Regions from separate parts of the Arabidopsis thaliana genome. Here region 2 is linked to region 1. Evidence: chromatin contacts called from public capture Hi-C data. All regions are on one chromosome and are shown on one strand. The core of a region is the stretch at or near the end of the contact, and the rest is flanking DNA. Distances in the headings are between cores, read along the strand shown.

Region 1 (3,406 bases), core at 394-2,893:
ATGATGCGCCACTATATTTACGAATATTACGATATCATGAACCATGAACTAGATACAAAAGTGTAGAACTAATATTTAGCTTTCATTTTTCTAAAAAAAGATCTGAACCAATGCTCGTCTAATTTTGGGGTAAAATAGTCGGCGGAAATTACTCGACTAAAACCATAAATATGTCTACCCGTATATGATTTTGTTTCAAATAGGAGTCGAAAATGTGAAAGCGAGTTAACGCTATATATCTCAAAATTAACAAACTACATGGTACATCTCATGATGACCACCAACGATTTAATATTCAAATTTGAAGCGTTTGTCGACAACTAATAATATTGTTAGCACTTTTTCATAAACATTGAGTCTTTTAGTTAATGAAAACCAAAAACCGTTAATCTTGTATGGAACATTTCATGCATGAACATGATAGCCCTTATTAAGAATTTATTTTTGCTGAAAAGTCATTGAAATCTATTTGAAGAGTTTATATTAGAGTTTGATTCCTTTCAATTTATTTATTACGTTTCATCATCATAAACGTTGTAATAATATAATTTGATTTTTTCACATGCATATTTCAAAAGATCAGTGTAAAATTAGGCTAAAATCCTTTGCTTATACAAAGAAAAAAAATAAAATAAAATTGGCGCATTGTCTTGTGTCAAATAACGCTTCTCGTCATGCATGAAACAGAGTGGATAAGGATATACTTTTAGGAGCTCTGAAATAAAGCAGAGTTCAAAGGATTTGATCGCTACGAGTATTAATATTCTCTGACCATGTATTGCTAACTTTTACTTATGATACTCCGTATATGTTAAAGTAATTAAATATGACCAGTATGACCAGTGTACTTGCCTCAGGACAGTGGTATTCGCAAAACTATCGTATCGTACGTTGTTTCCTGTTTTGGGAAGATTCTAAAACATAACAAAATAAATAGAATCTACTATATACGGTGCCTGTGTCAAATACATTAAATACTCACTTTTGCATGTTATAAAGTTCTGTCTAGTGTCTACAAAGCGACAAAAACTGTGTATATATGATTTTCTTTACCAAAATAGACGAAACTTGTACTGTCTCTTACGTCTCCCCTCGAACCGCCTTTGGTTGGTTCTTTGTATATAGCATTAACAATTTAAAACGCGAAGTAGGATGTATTAATAGTTATGTAAAGTAGTTCAATTAGAGTTATATTTCCTATGTAAAGAAACAAACAAAAATATTAAATAAAAGCGAAACAAGTTGTAAAATCTTTATCCGGTTTTGTGTGTAATATCATAAAATATACCATGCAAGTATGGAACCAGATTTCCCGTGGCAAATGGGCTAAACTATAAATAAAAACATATGAATACAAAAAACTGAAAAAGTCTTTAAAATATTTTGTTGACCTTGTATGCTTATAACAACTCTATTGGTGGAATGACGCATAATGTTGCCAAAACGCATTCATGTATTTATATTTTATACTAATTATATAACAAGAGCTGATTTTGTTCAACTTGTGTACTATGCGCCGTTGAAACCGAGATAGTTTCATGCTCGCCTGCTGATTTCCTTGCACTTATAAATTATTCATATATCTTGAAAATGGATGATCAAGACTAGTATATATATTTATATACACCGAATGCATGTAGGTACGTACGTACTTAGACACTACTCTTGCTCAAATGCAGATATATATTCAATTCCGAGCTGGAGATTTCGCATCTTAGCTTCAACAAACTTCATCCTATTGATTTGTTTTTTCTTTTAATGTTCCTTCGTTTATATATGATCTTTTTTACGCCATTATGATTTTATGTTCTATACAATGTGATATTTATGTTTTGCAAAGTGAAAAAAAGCAATAGTTTTGTTTTAGCAAATTTAAAATTCAAGGAGTTTAAGGGTTTTTATTCTTTTTCTCTTGCGTAATTTGGAACTAAAGATTTTAATTTTATTTTTTTTCACTCTTATCCAAATTTTTTAGTTTAATCGTCCTTTATTTATTTTACTCTGAATTTGAGTACGCAATGTACAGATAACTATCTTTAATTTTTTTTGTTTCTTTTCTGTCCTTACTACACCCGTACGTGTGTGAATTAATAATTTTGCATGTAGTTTACATTGCAAGACCAAGTGATCAGAGCTAGTCTTATACCAAGGTAAGCCAAATTTAGAGAAATAAATGGTTGATTAAAAAAGAATGAAACTCTGATATGTCATTTGCAGTTTGCGCAATGGCTATTTTTTTGCCAAGATTTTTTTTTAAAAAATATGTACATTGGGATTCATTGATTTGTTCGTTTTTAAATTGTTTTAAAAAAAAAATTCTGTTCATAAATATATGATCCTTTTTTTTTTTGAATCTAAATATATGATCCTTTTTACACCAAAATGATTTTAAGTTATAATTATTTTAATGGTTTGCAAAGTGAAGAACACAAGAGTTTTGTTTTAGATTGAGTGTGAATTTAAATGCAAGGATTTTAAGGGTTTGTTTTCGGAATTTGGAACTCATATTTCAATTGTTTTAATTTTTCTCTCATGGTAGATGTTTTAGTTTATGAATCCTCTTGTATTTATACTAGTCTTTGCCGAAAAACTGATTTGTGAGAATGAAACTTAACAGCTAATTATGTTTTTTGTTATTGGTTTTGCTTGGTTGTTTGTTTTTGTTTTCTTACTACACGATGTGTGGGAATTAATAAATTTTCATGTAGTAACAAATTTTGCAAGATCAGAGCTATTGTTATATAGATATATAAGGTATCAGCCAAATTTTGAAAAAGTGCTTGATTTTATCATATTGTATTGCTGATATTGTTCGAAGTAGTAAACTGCGTTTAAAAAAGGAAGGATCTAAACCTACGTATAAATATTCTTTGCCATTTACATTTCTTGTTTGTTTCGTCTGATAAATATTTATTTTAAAAGTGAAATTTTGAATTTGCTAACATTGGTATTTGGCATTAGCATTTTGCGCTATGTCTATATTTTTCTGCCAAAATTTTGTTTCTATAAACAGTAGTTATTAATTATGTCGAGTGTAATTTTTTCTTCTCTTAAGGATGTTGTATATATGTCGAAGCCATTTTTTTAACCGCAAACAGGCTGTTAATATCTTAGCGTTTGGTAAGTACGTAGGTTACTGATTACTTTGATGAATACTATCAGTCGAAATGTATTTGTATAATTAAAAAAAAAATGTATTTGTATAATTTCATTTATAATAATATTCAAGAAAATTTAGGAAAGTTCAAAAAAATATATACGCAATATATAGATGAGTTTCAAAAAGAGTTACAAAAAGTATTACACTAAAATTCGTAAAATATATTCATGTTTAGCAAGTAAATTGAATTAATAATAAATAGTGACATCTCTAATATCTTCTTCGTCAACAAAACAATCTCTTTAA
Region 2 (3,406 bases), core at 451-2,950, 66 kb before region 1:
TTGCCGGTAACTAGATAGAACTAGTTTGAAGAAAAGGATGTACTAAATCACTAATATGTACTCCATTTGTACCTTTTTATTTGATTGTTTAGAAAAAACACATATATTAAGAAAAGATATTAAATGTTGATTATAAATGTATTATTTTTAGTGTTTTACAGTTTTCTATAACTTTAAACCAATGATAATTAACTATTTTTCTTGAAAATTACAATTTATCAATACTAACCAATAAATATTATATGGAAAACTTAAAAAATCAATCTTTTAGAAACAATTTTTTTTTCTAAACAATCAAAAAAAAAAAAATAGAGGGAGTATATGTTATTTTTATTACTGATTAACTAGGCTAAAATGTATTGATATTGACAGAATAAGTATTTGATAAATGAGAATGTTTGTGAATAAATCATATTGAATTCTAACAATAATAGGGTCTAAAAAATACTCTCAAACGATTTTTGTAAGGCTACATTATATTATTCTGCAATATTTCAACATGTTATCACCACATTTATATTACACAAACACGATTTTGCTAGGAAAAAAAAAAGAAATTGTTTCTTTACAAAAAATCAATATCACTCAAGTTGGAAAGAAAAAAAAATATCAAACGTAAATAGAGAAAATGAAGAAGAAGTAAATGGCAAACTAATAAAGTGTTAGTGAGAGCTCTCTCGAGAGGGGTACTTTAGTCATTCAGATAGAAAAAACGGCTCTTCAAGCCGAAACCCAGCATCGGCTCCACAAAGCTGCCACGTGGACGAGTAGTAGCAAAACGCATCGTTTCGTATCATCATCTCATTCTCATCGGTAAACAAATCCGGCAAATCAAACAGCTTCTCTTCCTCACTGTCTTTGTCCGTACACGCCGAAGTCGAAGCACACGAAGCTTCCGAATACTCTTGACTCTGAGTCGTCGTCGTCGTGCTTGTGTCCGAAGAAAACAACTGAGCCACCACGGCTCGACTCGGCTCGGCTTCAACTATTTCAGCCACTTCAGAATTACTCACATCGTTGACCGAATCTTGCCAGTTAACGGCCGCTAAAGAGGCGGCGGCTTGAATGTCTTTAGGAGAATTTGTGACTGGACGAGGAAGCTCGCCGGCTAACTTGGGAAAATTGAGGTAAGCCGTTGTACCTTTAATGGCTAAAGCCGCTACGTCATGAGCTCGAGCTGCCATCTCAGCCGTTGGATAAGTCCCGAGCCAGATTCTTGATTTCTTTCTCGGCTCTCTAATCTCCGACACCCATTTTCCCCAACTCCTCATCCTCACTCCTCTATACGTCGGATGTTTATCTCCACCGTTGGTCTTTCGCCGTTTCCCACCTCCACCGTTTTGATCATCATCGTCTTCAACGGAGACTAACGATGACAATGATCTTCGAGATGCTTTTCTTTTAGAGTTGTCTTCCTCAATGAAGTTAGAATTTGTTGATGACGAAGAAGAGGAAGATGTAGTAGGTGAAGAGGACAATGAGGCGGAAGCGGTGATGGAGGAGGAGGAAGATACGGCGGGGATGGCGGAGGAGATAAAGGTAACTTGAGAAACACTACTCTCTATGTTGATTTGTCTTGCCATTGTTATGAGAGAAGAAGCTTTAGAGAGATGGTTGCACAAAAATAGATGTGAAGTGGGCTGTATTAATATTCCTCCACAATCTTTTTTTTTTCTTTGGCTTTTTCATATTATATGGAAAAAAATATAATGTTTTTTCTTTATAATAAAACGAAGGAGGCAGTATGGAATGGGGTCCATAGAACAAAAAAGATATTATTGAGATTCACAGTTTCAGCGAACCAGTTTTGTTCCATGTGAAAATAAATTGAAACAACATGGTTTTATTTATTATGTACATACACAACAATTTTGTTATTAAAAGGAAAAATATTATGTATTTTATTGAGGGAAAAAAGAACAAAAATTAATTGCATGGCAAGTCGTTTAAACTTTTTTTTTTTTTACTTTTAGTCTAATATGGCCCGACCCTCGTGCATGTGCGTCACCTCTTAACACATGAATTTCCCATCTTCTACTTTTATTCGTCCAAACAAAATTGGAGTTAGTGTCACGTCGTCATTTATAAAAATTTAGCATCTATTCTAATTTCTATTTCTCGTAGAGTTTTTTCTTTTTCGTAAATATGTTAGATTGGTTAAATTAAGAAATAGAGTACGAATACAATGCCAAGACTCGGATAGAACCCATACACAAATGTTGTTTCGGAATTTTCATTATCAGACTAAAAATTTTAAGTATATATTAATCTATATACTATACGTAATTAAAAAAGGTTAAACGATAATGGGCGATTTTAAAATAATTAATTTAAATTTGAAAGAACATTATCAAACCCCAACCCCAAAACCCTATATTATTGGGGTCTATTAAAAGACTTGTCAGAGTTTTTGTTTTCTAAATTAAAAGAACGTCACTTTTTTCGAGTAAATAACCTAGTTAACGACTTACGACAGTAACTAATTATGTCCAAATAATCAAATTACATGTCGGCTCGAGGTATTTGTTTACACGTGCCGTAAATAAGTCGAGTATACACTAGGAGTAATAAAATAAAGAAACACAAGATTCACACCTAGCCTCCTTGACCAAAGCATTAAGCCATCTCTTTCAATTAATTAATTTCATAATTAAATGTCATTAAGCTTTTTGTTTCCTTCTCGAGAGGAAAAATAAAGGCATGAAAGCATAATTGAGATGGCTGTCCACGTCATTAGATTTTAATTAATACGAATGGGTCTAGGTATTTAATATAAAACGTACACGTACCATATCAAATTTATGTGAAGGAATATGTATAGAACGTAACTATATATATGTTATTGTATCTGTGTAAGACTGTTAGTACGTCATATTCGATTCGGCGCCATTATAATTAATTAGGAAACCACTTTACTTGATATTTATTGTATATATGGCCATTGGCCACCACAATAAATAGAAAATACTCCTTCCATTTAATTATTTCCCCCAGTTGTTATTATAAAAGAATTCATTGAACAATTAATGAACGACATTATTAACACGTATATGTAATTATGTGTACAGTATATGTACATATACACATGCAGGCACAGATTCTCTATATATGCTCATAGTTGTGAAATAAATCGAGCTAGTAGCTTAGTACTGTCCACTTCAGGAAAGTGTGGCTATTGTTCATTTAGAATCTTTTTAGTTGATTGAGGAATATTGACCCCATTAGTCACACTGATCTGCAGGTTCTCATTTGTTTTATTATATAGTCCAATTATATTTTATATGATATTGTCATTCATCCTTCGTGATTATAATTGACATCACGGTGTGATAGACTGATAGCTGCGATGATGGTACATTGTGGTAAAATCATGAAATGATGAAAATGGTATACAGTTCAAAAACGT

The links. Capture Hi-C pulls out chosen DNA fragments and counts their contacts.
Region 2: a contact with region 1 is called in a capture Hi-C map of seedling, with 1.7 times the contacts expected there. The contact joins the promoter of AT2G44940 here to the promoter of AT2G44798 in region 1. A contact is called at or near these places in 1 of 26 Hi-C or Micro-C datasets (rosette leaf) and 1 of 3 other capture datasets (seedling).

Annotation. Positions count from the first base shown.
Region 1 is chr2:18,469,514-18,472,919 of TAIR10.1, reverse strand. AT2G44798 (a long non-coding RNA gene) reads left to right here and starts at 1,643. Exons shown (of 3, transcript NR_140775.1): 1 at 1,643-2,150.
Region 2 is chr2:18,535,471-18,538,876 of TAIR10.1, reverse strand. AT2G44940 (Integrase-type DNA-binding superfamily protein) reads right to left here and starts at 1,700. Exons shown (of 1, transcript NM_130059.4): 1 at 398-1,700. The coding sequence starts at 1,583. The coding sequence ends at 696.